Regions from separate parts of the Triticum aestivum genome. Here region 2 is linked to region 1. A link is a contact called in public Hi-C data. All regions are on one chromosome and are shown on one strand. The core of a region is the stretch at or near the end of the contact, and the rest is flanking DNA. Distances in the headings are between cores, read along the strand shown.

Region 1 (6,599 bases), core at 3,437-5,936:
CATGTTTTGCCACAATTCTCACTGTTAACCTCAGTCCAGTCCAAACTACTGGAAGGCGGTAGTCAAATGATAGATCTTATCCAGACTAGAATCGTGATTTTACAAAAAATCCAGACTAGGATTTTGCTGTGAAATTTCTCGAAAAGAGAGAATCACGCATGGTGACAACCGATGACAGATACCTGATTTAAAGTCGCAATTTAGTTGTATTTTATTGAGTCATCATGCTTGCGTGTGAAGTGTGTGCACACAAGGCGCAAAAACGAACCGGACATGCTTATCAAGAACATGAAGCATAATAATCTACCATATGGGTCCCTTTCAACGGGACACACAAGGCCATGTGTGAGATCAGTGACGGAGACCCGAAATTCTATGTTAGTGAAACAATCGGACATAATTATTACCATAGTTTTGGAACATCGGCCAGAACATCCACAGGCGTGCGTGCTGCGGCTTCCCTTGTCGTTCAGACACGACCATGTTTGGGAAGAGTTTGTATGCTTCCAAATGCTCCGTGCTGCGGTTTCTCTTGGCCTTTTGCCCCGGTTCCGAAAGGATATCTGACCCTGCTCCTGGAAAATGGTACTGTAGTAGGCTTATCGAGACCAGCACACGCGGCCTTCTTCCCCGAGAAGAAAAACTTATTCCACGCCGCCGAGGGATCGAGAATCGCCAGTGACGAAAACAAAACGAACCGAGGATGATCGCCGCTCCGTCCGTCTATCTTGGTGACGTCCAAGACTCCAAGCTAGACAAGCATAGGTCAGAGGCAGATGCGGGGAAGCACAAAACAGAAAACAAAAAGAAACTTGGAAGAAAAAGGAGAGGAAATGGAGCATCATCATCACTCGGCCACTCAGGATAGATGGTTAGGGAAGGGACAGGTTACACGGCCCTTTTTTCAGTTTTGGCCTCATGCGTCTGATACTGATACTGTGGAGATTCTTTTGCCCTTGATATGGCTTCTCGGCACAAGTTGATTTACAGATTCCTGGGTTTGTGTGTGTGGAAAATCTTTCTTGTGCCGCTAGGCGCACACTGAAGCCGCCGAACTAGATAATGCCCCGCACATTAGCATGTTAAAGTAAATGTATACTTCATCCGTCTCAAAATTCTTGTCTTAAATTTGTCTAAATACGGATGTATCAAGTCACGTTTTAGTATTAGGTACATCTATATCTTGACAAATCTGAGACAAGAATTTTGGGACGGAGGGAGGACATAGGTGTTTTAAAAACAAATAAACCTAATGAAGAAAAATGTAAGAGTGCTTGTAGTTTACATTTCAAACAAAAACGTGTGAAGTATGTGGCAAAATAATGCATTAAAATATAAAACAACTTTATTAACCTTAACAAAAAATATGAGGCATGAACCATACACTTTTGCTGCAAGCGTCCAACACGTATAGTCGTATATTGTCCATGGGCATAGATAAATCGACACAAAAAGAAAGTTTAACTTGTGTCTGACATGCATAACTTGATGACGTGACATAGTTTGCATGGATATATTAATGCAAAATTGCAACTTATGAGTATATGCATGACTTGATGATGTCACACAATTTCGATCGAACAGGCTATCAATAATTGAGGTGATGTTGAAGCGCATATGTTGAAAGAAATTTAGATATAGAAGATCACATGCCATCTTCTAGCTTTCATTTTCTTTTTTGACATGGTGATTTATTTTCTCTCTTAACATCTGCGAAGTTCAAAAAAAATCCATGAAAACCCTGCAAATTTAGTTTACTCTTTCAACATATGCGCAAATTTTTCATTTAGCAAAAACAACTGAGTTAGAGATTCTCGGTTTTTTGTGTGTGGCAAATCTTTCTAATGCCGCTACGTGCACACCAAAATTGCGAAACTTTTTTCGAGTTCGTTATTTTTAGACAACAAAGTTTTTAATCATACCATGTACAATTTTGATAGCTTTTGTTCCTTTTCCGAAAATGGTATTTTTTTCCCCCTCTTTAACATCTGCGTAAATAAAAAGAAACATCGAAAACCCTGCAAATTTAGTTTGTTAATTTTGTTTCAACTGTGACTGGTCTTTTTTATGAAGGAAAAAAGAAGTTTAGTTTTAACTTCATCAAAAACAAAGTTATGCATATCTCTTAAGTCAATGTAATAGCGTCGAGGAGATATGACAAGTTAATGAAGATGTATATGCCTATCGCAAAAAATAAAATAAAATGAAGATGTATATGCAACAATTCTATAAGTAGCAAACACGAATGCAGGACCAGCTAGGTGCACTACCATGCACAACTGCAAGATTATAACTAAATTCCTGCATACTGAAGATATATACAAATTAATTGCTTGCTTTCGATGGGCATGGCGAACAAGCTCACCGTTTAGACATGTCAAAACACAAGGAAGATACGCCCCCCAAGCCTTGTTCCTTTCTCCAAAGGACATGGGTCTCCTAAACCAAGTACAAATATGCGGGTACAATTGTTGAGTGGTTGCTGGAAATAGCCAGAGGCGCCACCACCACCCATCCAACTTGACCATGTCTTGGCGCTCAAGATGCCCGATTGGCATTTCAATGGTAATAAATTGGGGTGGATTGTGCAAAAGCAACTGTACATGAATACACACACCAAGCAGCAGGGAAGGATGGATGGCAGGAAATTAATTGGGCGCCGTCGTCATCGAGCACCAAAGTCCCTGTCAGTTATCGCACCCCTGGTGGCCATCTTCCACAAAAGCAGAGTCCCCATCGGACGGCCCGTATCGCTCGCCGTGGGAATCCGTTTCCCTCTTCTTTTTCTCCGCCGTATCCCCCATGACATTTCCCTTTCGTTGTTCATATCCCGTAAAATCTTCTTATTGCAAAATGATCCCTCAGATTGTATGTACATGTACGTGTGCAAAGGTACACCTATTTAATTGAGAGCCATTAAGACTATGAAAAACCCTTTCTCATGTTCATCTGAAAAGTACTTGAGCTACTTATATAAAACTGACTGTTCTAAAAAAAACTTGCACAAAATAGTTGTGTTTTAAAAAGTGAAAAAATCTTGCCTAAAATCCCCAGTCTTTTCGCGAGTACGCAAAAGACTTGCATATCGTTGCATTTATAGGAGAAGAAATAGATATAATCTCAAAACAAGAGGTGCGCGACCCCAAGTAGCTATCGCTAAGGCGCGTCGAGAAGGGTTCTGAGCCCCTTGGCTCCAGCGCGAGACTAGGTTCTGGCGTCCTCTTGAATGCCATCCGCGAGAAGAGAGATCGATGGTATGTCGCCGTTGAAAACGCAGCATTCCGGTGATTCCAAATTCTCCAAGCGGCGAGGATGATGAGGGTGGCGAGGCGAGTCCTCGGCGCATAGCAGTAGGCACGTCGTGAACGGTCAAGAAAAATCATTCACGGAACTCGAGCCCTTGGCTCGGGCGGGTGGTGGTGGTGCTTCGGCACCATGCGAAGACCTCGTGCCAAACCCGATGAGAGAATGAGCAGCCAATGAGAAGCCTTCCATGGTTTCAGGCTCCTGATCGCACAGGAGGCATTATGAAGAGTAAGCTAGACCGCGTTGTGCCAGACGGCCGGCTGTCTAGCAGCGTCCCTGGTAAACATGCCAAAAGAAAATCTTGATGCGAAGCGGCACCCATGATAACCAAGTTAGTCTCCAGGAAGGCTTGATGAGGCTCCAGAGGAAAATCCACACACTCAATACCGACAATATAATATTAGTATATCACAACCACATAAGTCCTAGAGGATGCATTTCTTTGTTAAAAAAAAACACTTGAATCTATTAACCTAACTAGTGCAACCCCTAAAAAATATATCGAAGTTCCCTGGTTTCAACCACTTCCGTTCTCTCGAATGGCCCACAATGCCAACACTCTGTTGTCGGATCCAGCCCGTCGAACTTGATCACAACGATAAGTTATAAATGACACGGTCCTATCAGACCAGCATCTTGGCGATGAAATCGTCACCGCTGGAAGAGCCACAAATTACAAACCTCAATCATTTATCATGGGTCTCATGCTAACACCAGATGCTGATCGATGAGGCGAAGGCGAGGGTGGAAGAACAAACTGCATAGGGGAGTTGTCGTCGCCGTTGTGCCAACAAACACCGATGACCATAACCTCACCCATAAGAATGACCAAGCGGGATAATACACTATCGAGAATTTGACGCCGTCGCAGACGACATTGTCGAGATGGAAAGACTTGAGGGGACCTTATTCGCCGACCCGACACCACCCACATCACCAGCGACGCGTCGCCGAAGAAGACTGTATTGAGCGACGCCGCCACCACCGTTGTTGGAAGGGCGGAAGCAACGGACAATTAAAACCTACAACCCACAACTCCATCCGGCAGATCAGGGCCTCCCCACACTCCCACAAGACAGAGCAAGCGGAGGAGGGCGCATTGACCTAGCCAGAGATTGCCTCTCTCCTAGGGTTTAGAGAGGAACGGCCGGGGAAAAGGGGGAACTCGACGGCATAATGCATAATGAATATCCGAGCGAGAATATTTCATTTCACTCATGGACAAAAGCAAAATAAAACCAAATGCGCGATTACGTGAAAGCATGGGCGCGGGAGCGTAAAAGACGATTTCTTTTTTGGAGCTTTAGCTATCGCAGGAAAGAACCGCGGACACGTCTCTGATGCAAACCAAACCGCCTTACATCGGCTTCCACCGTTCCGTTCTCGCCTTTTTTCGTCGTTGTTTTTCTCCCGTCCGTCCCTCTCTCGTTGTCGAGAAGAGGAGGGAAAGGGAGGCATCGCATCGGTCGATATATATCCGTGTCCATATACAAATACACAACACAAATATATGTGTTTTTTCCTTTCCTGTGATATATACGATCACACGACACCGCTTCCGTCCTCTTCGATCTCCAGAAGCCCCGAGTACAGGATTGAATCCCCTCCTCACCCTCGTCTCCGCCGCCGCCGCCGCCCCCCGCCGTCTCCGCTCGAGCTTGCCAGTCCGCTGAGGCCTCCTCCCTCGGCTCTGCCCGCCCGTCGACCAGGTAACGGACGGCTGATTCGTTAATACTGTTGTTATCCGGGCCCCGGCCGTGGTGGAGCCGTCGCGTCGCGCGTGCTTTTTTCCCCTGCTTCTGCATTCATCTCGCGTATGCTTTGGTCAGCTGGCAGATTGATTCTCTCTTCTTCGTCGCCGTCGTCTTCTTGGTCTGCCGCCGCCGCCGCCGCTTGGAATCCCAAGGCCTTGGTTGATCAATCCGGTGACCCTGGAAGAAGATCGAAGGGCGCCGTCTGGTGGTGACATGGTAAAGTTCTGTACTTGGCGGATTAATCTGTAGGTACTGTGCTAGTGCTACTGCTCGTGGCGGCCGGCGGCGAGTTGCATTTTGTTTTTGGAGGGTACGAGGACGGTGTGGTGATTGATTAATCGTGTTGTGTTGCGTGTGCCCCTCGTGGAGATGTGGTGCAGGTGATGGTGAGCGTGCAGCAGAGCCCCATGGTGCGGTCGGAGGAGGACCTGGGCCCGCCGTGGCTGCGGCCGCTGCTGGGCACGAGCTTCTTCGTGCCCTGCCCGGCGCACCCGGACCTGAGCAAGAACGAGTGCAACCTCTTCTGCCTCGGCTGCAACCACGCCGCCGGCGCCCTCTGCTCCTACTGCGTCCCGGCGCACCGCGACCACCACGTCGTCCAGGTACACACCACTCTTAACCAAATCATCCATGGCTGGATTGTGTTGTGTGGTGGTTTCTGAGTTGTGATGGATGGATGTGTGTCGCGCAGATACGTCGTTCGTCGTACCACAACGTGATCCGGGTGTCGGAGGTGGGGAAGCTGATCGACATCGCGCACGTGCAGACGTACGTGATCAACAGCGCTAAGATCGTGTTCCTCAACGGCCGGCCGCAGGCCAGGCCCGGCAAGGGCGTCACCAACACCTGCGAGATCTGCTGCCGCAGCCTCCCGGACTCGTTCCGCTTCTGCTCCCTCGGATGCAAGGTACCCTAGCCACCCACTCTTTCTCATCTCTTCTTCTTCCTTGGTCTCTTCCAAGTTCCATGTCTGCCACAGCACAAATTCTCCATTTTCTTTCTCTCCCTGAAAACCATTCTTTAGGACCAGCCATAATCTCTCTCTCTCTCTCTCTCTCTCTCTCTCTCTCTATCTGAAATCTGTCTGAGGAAGCTTCTGGTCATGCGGTGGGGGTCAACGGCAACCTGAGTGCAATGCAGTCTTCTCCTGTAGTACAGTCCTGTGCATGTCGGCTCTGATGATGGCCTGGTGCGCGGTGCCGGTTTAGTTTACCCAGTACCCAGGGAGTGGCACAGCTCGCGCTCACGCGTGCACGCGTGCGCGCGCCCAGTGTCCACGGCTCCACGCCACGCGAGGGGAAAAAGCAGCGTCAACTCGCGAATCTCCAGGGGGTTGCCGCTGTGCGATCTCGTGGCCCCCTGCCAAGCAAGTGACCACCGCTGTTACCAACTGCATTGGCCGGCACTAAGCCTGAGAATACTTCTTAATATTTTGTGTATTGTTATTAGCACCCTAGTGCCATGCAGCGGTGCAAGCACATTTTTTGTCTTGCTTTCTCTTGCTTCCGTCCTCTGCCAAGCTAAGCTAGGCACTGCTGC
Region 2 (6,697 bases), core at 960-3,459, 390 kb before region 1:
CATTATATACAAGGATGTCAAATCCCATACCGAGGCAATGTGGATCACCAGACAGTGCTAGTCGTATCTCGTACAATTTATTATAAACATTGCTCAAAGAAACATGGATCCAAGGAGGATAGGAATTAGGATAACATTAGTAGTATGCTTTGATATTTTCAGCCCAGATAAATATAGCCTGTAAATCTGTAATATGCATGAGACTGAAAGAGTATGGGATCTGGAGAGACAGGGTAACAGGGGGAGGGAGAAAATAAAATGCAAGAAAATGCTTGCCAACAAGAGTAGGAGAGTAATTGACAGGACAGAAAACATCTAAAACAAGCAACATCCATCTGGGAAAGTTATTTAAATAATAAAAGAAAGAAGACTAACTCTTTTGACGGTATGAGGCATGACTTTGTGAGCACAAAAATGCTTTTGAATCTCCCACATTAGCCGTTATGATTTGGCCATCGGCTATCAAGACCACAGTAGCTGTTGAACCGGACTTGAATTTTTTTCGTAAAGCTTCCTGCATTACACATGCCAAATAATCCTTTTCAATTATTACGAACGTGCACAATGAAGTTTAATTTTGCTTACGAAAATGAGACCTTCCTTGGAGAATGTTAGGTCAATATCCTGAACTGCCCTCAATAATGATTCCTTCAGAATTTCCATGTGAAAAGATCGATCTAGAATTGTGGGTGATATCCAACATGACCTGCACTTTTTTAGAACCATGAACAACTTTTATTGCCCTGAAAATAAGGTTCAGATTCTTCGAAAGTGGCATATGAAAATTAATACTTTGATAGCATTCTGAGATCAAGGAAACATGAAAATCATCATCAACATGCTGTAAACAGGATGTAACTTCATAGTGTAAACACAACCAGAACTATTTACATGGATTAGAGGGCATGATAAAAGACAAACCTCTGCCCGTGGTTGGACTGATCCTCTTTGTACAGGTTAAGAACACTGTTAAGAATAGTAACTTCCTTATGTGTCAGCTTTCCAGTTGAGTTTCTGAACATGATGGAGTATATACCGTCAAGAAGAAAATAAACATGAAGCAACAAGTACTCCAGTAAGAGCTTAGAAGCCATCTCACTGGCCTCATCTCCATTATGACCATCAAATATTGCCATCACTCCGACATCCACCTCTTTAATCCTCATTTGCTCTGTATAATATAGCAAGTTAGCCAGAATCAGATTACAAATGAACCAGGTGCATCTTAAAGGATCGAGCATAAAATCACAATAACCAAAGCACTTTTGAAGAAAGTATTTCTACAAAATCGTTTGACTGACTATGTAATAGGCTAATAGCGACTTGTTATCCCTAGACATATAAGTCATGAGGCACTAATCAACTTGACCAACTCGCAGTCTTGCAGTATGCAGTATGCAACCTTAATGGCAGGAAAAGGATGTTGTGCTAGGTCTAATAAACTCTGCAGGGTACCTTTCTACTATGATCCTTCCAACATGTATCCAGCTTCCCACTCCCATTTTTACGATTTCTTAGTGACTACACTCTCTGACATGAGATACCAACTAACATTCAGGAGTACAAATCATAGTACCAGTAAACCAGAAGCAGAATACTGTTTTCATTCCTCATTTCTAGCTCAAGAGTTCATGAAGCACAATAATAAGTGCATTAATTAATAAACAAGGTTGCCAGTACAATCATCCTGGAAGCTCTGGTTAACTGCACATGATTTCTCAATATTCCCTCGCCCTTCCACCTCATAGCTGCAGTGCAGCACCGCGTGTAAATTGCGGATTTGTTTTACTGACTCCGTGTTGTGCGGTACCTATGAAGGGGATGCGGATGCCGAGAGCGCAGACGGCGCGGTCCTCCTGGGAGCGGCGGCGGCCGCGGTGAGCCGCCACATGGCACCTCCTCGGCTGCGGGGAGGAGGGGCCCTTGTCCCCATCCCCCTCGCCGGCGGAGAGGATGGTCCAGCGGGGGCAGTGCGCGGACTGGTACACCGCGGGCGCGCCGCCCTCGCGGTACACAGCAAGGCACGTCGCCGACTCCCCCGTGCACAGGAGCGGCGATAGGAGCTCGATGAGGATGAGAAGTAGGATGGTACGGTGGCCGGATGGCGGTAAGGACATCGGCGAGTCGCCGGAGCAGAAGAGGGGAAGAGGAATTTATTTTTATTTTTTTGAGACACAGAGGGGAAGAGGAATTATGGGCTTGCGTATCGCGAGCTCGTGACGGGCCCCGAGCAACAATTTCTTCAATCCGAGCTGGCGACTAGAGCGACGAGGAAGGGGAGCTGCTATACAGCGCCCGCTGCGAGCCATACGATCTGGTCGCTCACCCACGTCTTTCATGAGCCGGCACAAGTAGCGCAGGTTTTTTTAGCTAAAATGTAAAATACACTAATGCCCTCAAAAAACAAAAAGTTTAAATACACTACTCCCTCCGATCCATATTACCTTTCGCTCAAACGGATGTGTATACACATATTTCACTGCTAGATACATTCATCTGAGTGACAAGTAATATGGATTGAGGGGAGTAATATATTTTGAGAGACACCTGAACACTTTTTATGATATTTAAATGTAATAAAATGTCTTACTAATTTATATAAATATAACCATTTTAATAAAAAAATATGTGTGTGTGCAAATATATAAAATAAGCATGTACTCCTAAAATACATTTTATGCATTTTCTAAAAAGTGTTCAGGCATTTAAAAATATTCATTTATTTTTTAAATTAAACATGTTTAACAAAAGATCATCATGTATAAAACTTTGTTCAACATATATTTAGAAAAATCAATGTCTATTTAAGATATATTCGAAATGTTCCTCATGTGTTTAGAAAATATTCAACGTGCATTTGAAAAGTGTTCTATGTTTAAAAAAATAATATATAGAAAAAATGTTTATATTTCTTCTAAGATCTAAATTTAAAACAAAATGAAAATAATAATAAAAGGAAAACAGTGATAAATATAAATAAAGAAATGGAGACGAACAAATAAAACATAAAAGAGAAGCAAAAAATCCAAATACAAAAAAAGCATTACACGCAGAATAGGGAGCAAACATGCACCCTTACCTGACTCTTTGGGTTGGCCCACATCAAGGTGTCGTTTTTTATTCTTTTCTGGTTTTCCTGCAATTCACAAGTTTTATGGAAAATGTGAAAAATAAGTTCATGAAAATTGGGAAATGTCACCTTCCATGAAAAATGAATAAACCTTCAAACATAAAAATAAAAAATATTTCCAAAATACTTCTATGATTTAAAAATTATAAAAATGTACACGGACTTTTAGAAATGTCACAAAATGTTAGAAAGTATTTGCAAATTTTATAAAGTGCCTTTGGTTGGCTGCGTCTCGCCCGCACTAGGCCCGCCGAAAATAGGGATGTGACATGTGCATTTGCTTGGTACCCACGTCCACGTGTATGCGTGGAATAGGATTTGTGTATAACATTTGCGATGAGAAAAGGCTAGTGCTGAAAACGTGAGCATATCTTATGTGGGCCTACTATTTTAAGCCCGCTGAATTTCACGCTACAAATTAGGAGGAACTCGAGTGTGCACCATGAGTTGGAGTTCAGTCGGTCGGTGCGCACCACATCAAACCCTAGACAACCACCACCAAGCAAATCCCAGCCGACCACTATCCCATCGCGATCAGCCTCACTAGGGAGAAGGCCCGGGGTGAGAGGCGTGAGAGATCGCGGGCATTGTGGCTCCTCGACAGCTTCCATCCCAAGCAACGACCATCATGTCACGAAACCAAATCCGATGGTGGATCTGGTTCATGACGTTGCCTGGACACCTCGTCGCCGCCACCCTGCAGTTACAGCCGTCCCTACCTCCCACGCGATCGCCACCTGTTGCTAGTGTCCTCTTCCCTCGCATGCCATGATGCCGTGCCTTTGACTCCCCTCCGTCGGTGGCACCGCCGCCGCATCGTCCCCGACTCTAGGTCTCCCGTCCGAGTCCTTGTTGTGGCGTCTCCATCGTTGCCTGGGCTGCTCTCCAAAATTCAGCTAACCCAAATTTCATTTTCAGGCAACTTGCCCAATAGCAAATGCGAGAAAGTTTCCATCCTTAATCTTTTGCAGGTTCCGAGAAAGAGTATATGGATGGTCTAGTAGAATGTAACGCACCGCCCTCCCATATACCCAATCATTTATGGTCCTTTTTTTGTTCCAAAATGGTAGTAGTGCTCTGGATGGGAATGGGCCGGCCTGCTTAGATCCGGACCTGGTCCCTGTTGGTCCCTTTGTTATGTTTAGGTGTAACATGATCCGACTCATTTTAATATTAGATTGCACAAGAACAAGGAGCATCTACCCAACCACATTATTTCAACTAGCAACATTTAGTTGTAGGGAATTTTAGTAAGTTATAAGATATTCAGTTTTGTTAAACAAAAAAAAGGAACATAAATGGTTATGCAATGGGCAAGCAGCTAATTACTCTTCCGTGAAGATGTACAAACATATGATAGAAGAAGAGGAAGGACATCCAATATTCAAACTCACTTGGAGCAGCTCTAGCAAGCTAAAACATAAGATTTTTTTTTGACTGATAGCACACAACAGAGCTAACACAAGAGCCCTTAGAATAAAAGGCATGCATCTAGAAAACCCCTTTTGTCCAAACTGCAGCCAAGATGCAGAAGAAATGCCACTCTATTTGTTGTGGGACTGTAACTTTGCACAACGATGTTCAAACACTTTGATCCCCAATAAAAAGAGTGGAACTTCAATTTTTAAAGAAACAGAATTGACAACTGCTCACCTTCCAAAGAGTTTTAGTATAGAAATTGTGATCTTGGGATGCTGGAATATATGGATACAAAGAAATGGCAAAGTTTTTAGAGAGCAACAACCAACTATTCAAGCTTGGAGATACTTCCACAAGCACGATCTGACGCTACTTCAGTACAGAATAAAAGAGAAGCTTGTTGTTTCCTTTCGCTAGTGGATACCCAGTAACATCTAATCATCATGTGTTCAATGCCTAGAAATGGTGTTGGCTAAACTCCTTTTAGTGTTAGGCTTTGTTTTTTCTTTCCTTTTTCTTCTCTCTCTGATGCGGAGCATCCTACAGTCATCTCCTTGTACACCTTCATAGCACCTCAAGCCCCAAGTGGACCTACCAGACTTCAGGTGAACCCGCTTCTATTCGAGATTTACATGAATATCCATTGGACGTGGTTGCTACCTCACCATGGAACATTGTGCATCATTAGGTACGAGGGCAACCGCCACCAAGCAGTTAGGAAGCTTCCCGGAGGCCAAGGAGAAGAACCCCAAGACCCAAGAGCTGACCGGAAGCGTCAAGATGAAGAAAAGGAAGCGTGCAGAAATTGCACTACCGGACAGTCCGGTCCTCACAGCGGACAGTCCGGTCGCACCGAAATTGCACTACCGTACAGTCCGGCCCCCACAGCGGATAGTCCGGTGGCACCCGAAATTGCATATGTCCTCACCGGACTGTCCGGTCCTTACCACCGGACTATCCGGTCCGCCCAGTTTCGCTACGAATCGGGCTAAAAAGCCCATGTAACCACCGAGGCCCCATACCCCTTCGCCCCTAGACTATATATTCCGTGCTCCTCTCTGTTTTTAGGGTTAGCTAAGATTAGAACTAGACATTAGAGCTTAGCTCATGTATCTCCCCTTGTGGGTTTCCTCTTGAGGGAGAAGACTCCATGGAGTTCAAGGCCTCCATTGAAGAAGGGATTCAAGACCCCCCTTGAGGGAAGGATCTATCTAGATCATCAAGACCTCATCTCCTTTGGATTTGGGATGAAGTTTACCTTGTATCTTTCCCTTTGTTGTTCTTGTACCTTTGTGGATCTTGCGTGATTGTAAGTCTAGTGGATGTGTGATTGGACTTGTTCTTGAGTGTTTTCTTCTTGTGATTTCCCCTCTTGTTCTTCGTGTTCTTCGCGTTCTTCGTGGATTGCCCTTCAATTCGTGAAAGATCTCCACTTAGGGTCTCCACCCTACAACATCTTGGTATCATGAGCCACGTTGATCACGAATTTGGAGTCCCCCCCACTGTTTTCTAGCCTTGTTTTGCTTGATTTCGTCCTAAAATCCGAAAATCCCCACCAAAAATAGCCCCAATGTTTTTTGTGATTTATTGGTTTGATGATGTTTTGTTGATTTTGATCCATGGATTCGTTGTGTTTCGAGTGGATCTAGCTTCCCCACAAGTTTTCCCACCTTTCATCCACGAAATCTCCTCAATTTTGACCCTAAAATTATCCATTTCTGCCCAAAAAATTCGAGTTCATCCTTTCACAGCCCGCACCGGACTGTCCGCACCCCCGTAGCGGACTATCCGCTGGCATCAGGACCAAAATCGCTTTTGGACCGGACTGTCCGCTCCCAACACCGGACTGTCCGCTCGAATCAGAAGGTTTTCGGATGAAGACTGGACTGTCCGCTACCCAGGACCGACTGTCCGCTAGTTCAAAAACTGCTTCGGCTGATTTCTTGTTTTGGCCATATCTTTCACATCCGGAGTCCGATTTTGACGTTCTTTAGCTCGTTGAGTAGCTATTGACATTCCCCATCCATCTAGATATGTTCCAACATCATTTGACTCCATAAATGTTTTGATATTTTGCCATCTTTGCCTAGGCCATCCACCATATCATCCGCAAAACCACCATAGCTCTCCACAACCTAACCCATTTTG

Evidence for each region. Hi-C and Micro-C count contacts between places; a contact is called where the count stands out from the background.
Region 2: a contact with region 1 is called in a Hi-C map of leaf, with 5 times the contacts expected there. The contact joins the promoter of LOC123164510 here to the promoter of LOC123167559 in region 1. A contact is called at or near these places in 3 of 5 Hi-C or Micro-C datasets (all in leaf).

What each region holds. Positions count from the first base shown.
Region 1 is chr7D:507,404,864-507,411,462 of IWGSC CS RefSeq v2.1, reverse strand. LOC123167559 (protein RGF1 INDUCIBLE TRANSCRIPTION FACTOR 1) reads left to right here and starts at 4,686. Exons shown (of 5, transcript XM_044585394.1): 1 at 4,686-5,015; 2 at 5,136-5,276; 3 at 5,430-5,662; 4 at 5,752-5,967. The coding sequence starts at 5,444.
Region 2 is chr7D:507,794,519-507,801,215 of IWGSC CS RefSeq v2.1, reverse strand. LOC123164510 reads right to left here and starts at 2,209. Exons shown (of 19, transcript XM_044582020.1): 1 at 1,811-2,209; 2 at 922-1,171; 3 at 597-706; 4 at 376-510. The coding sequence starts at 2,117.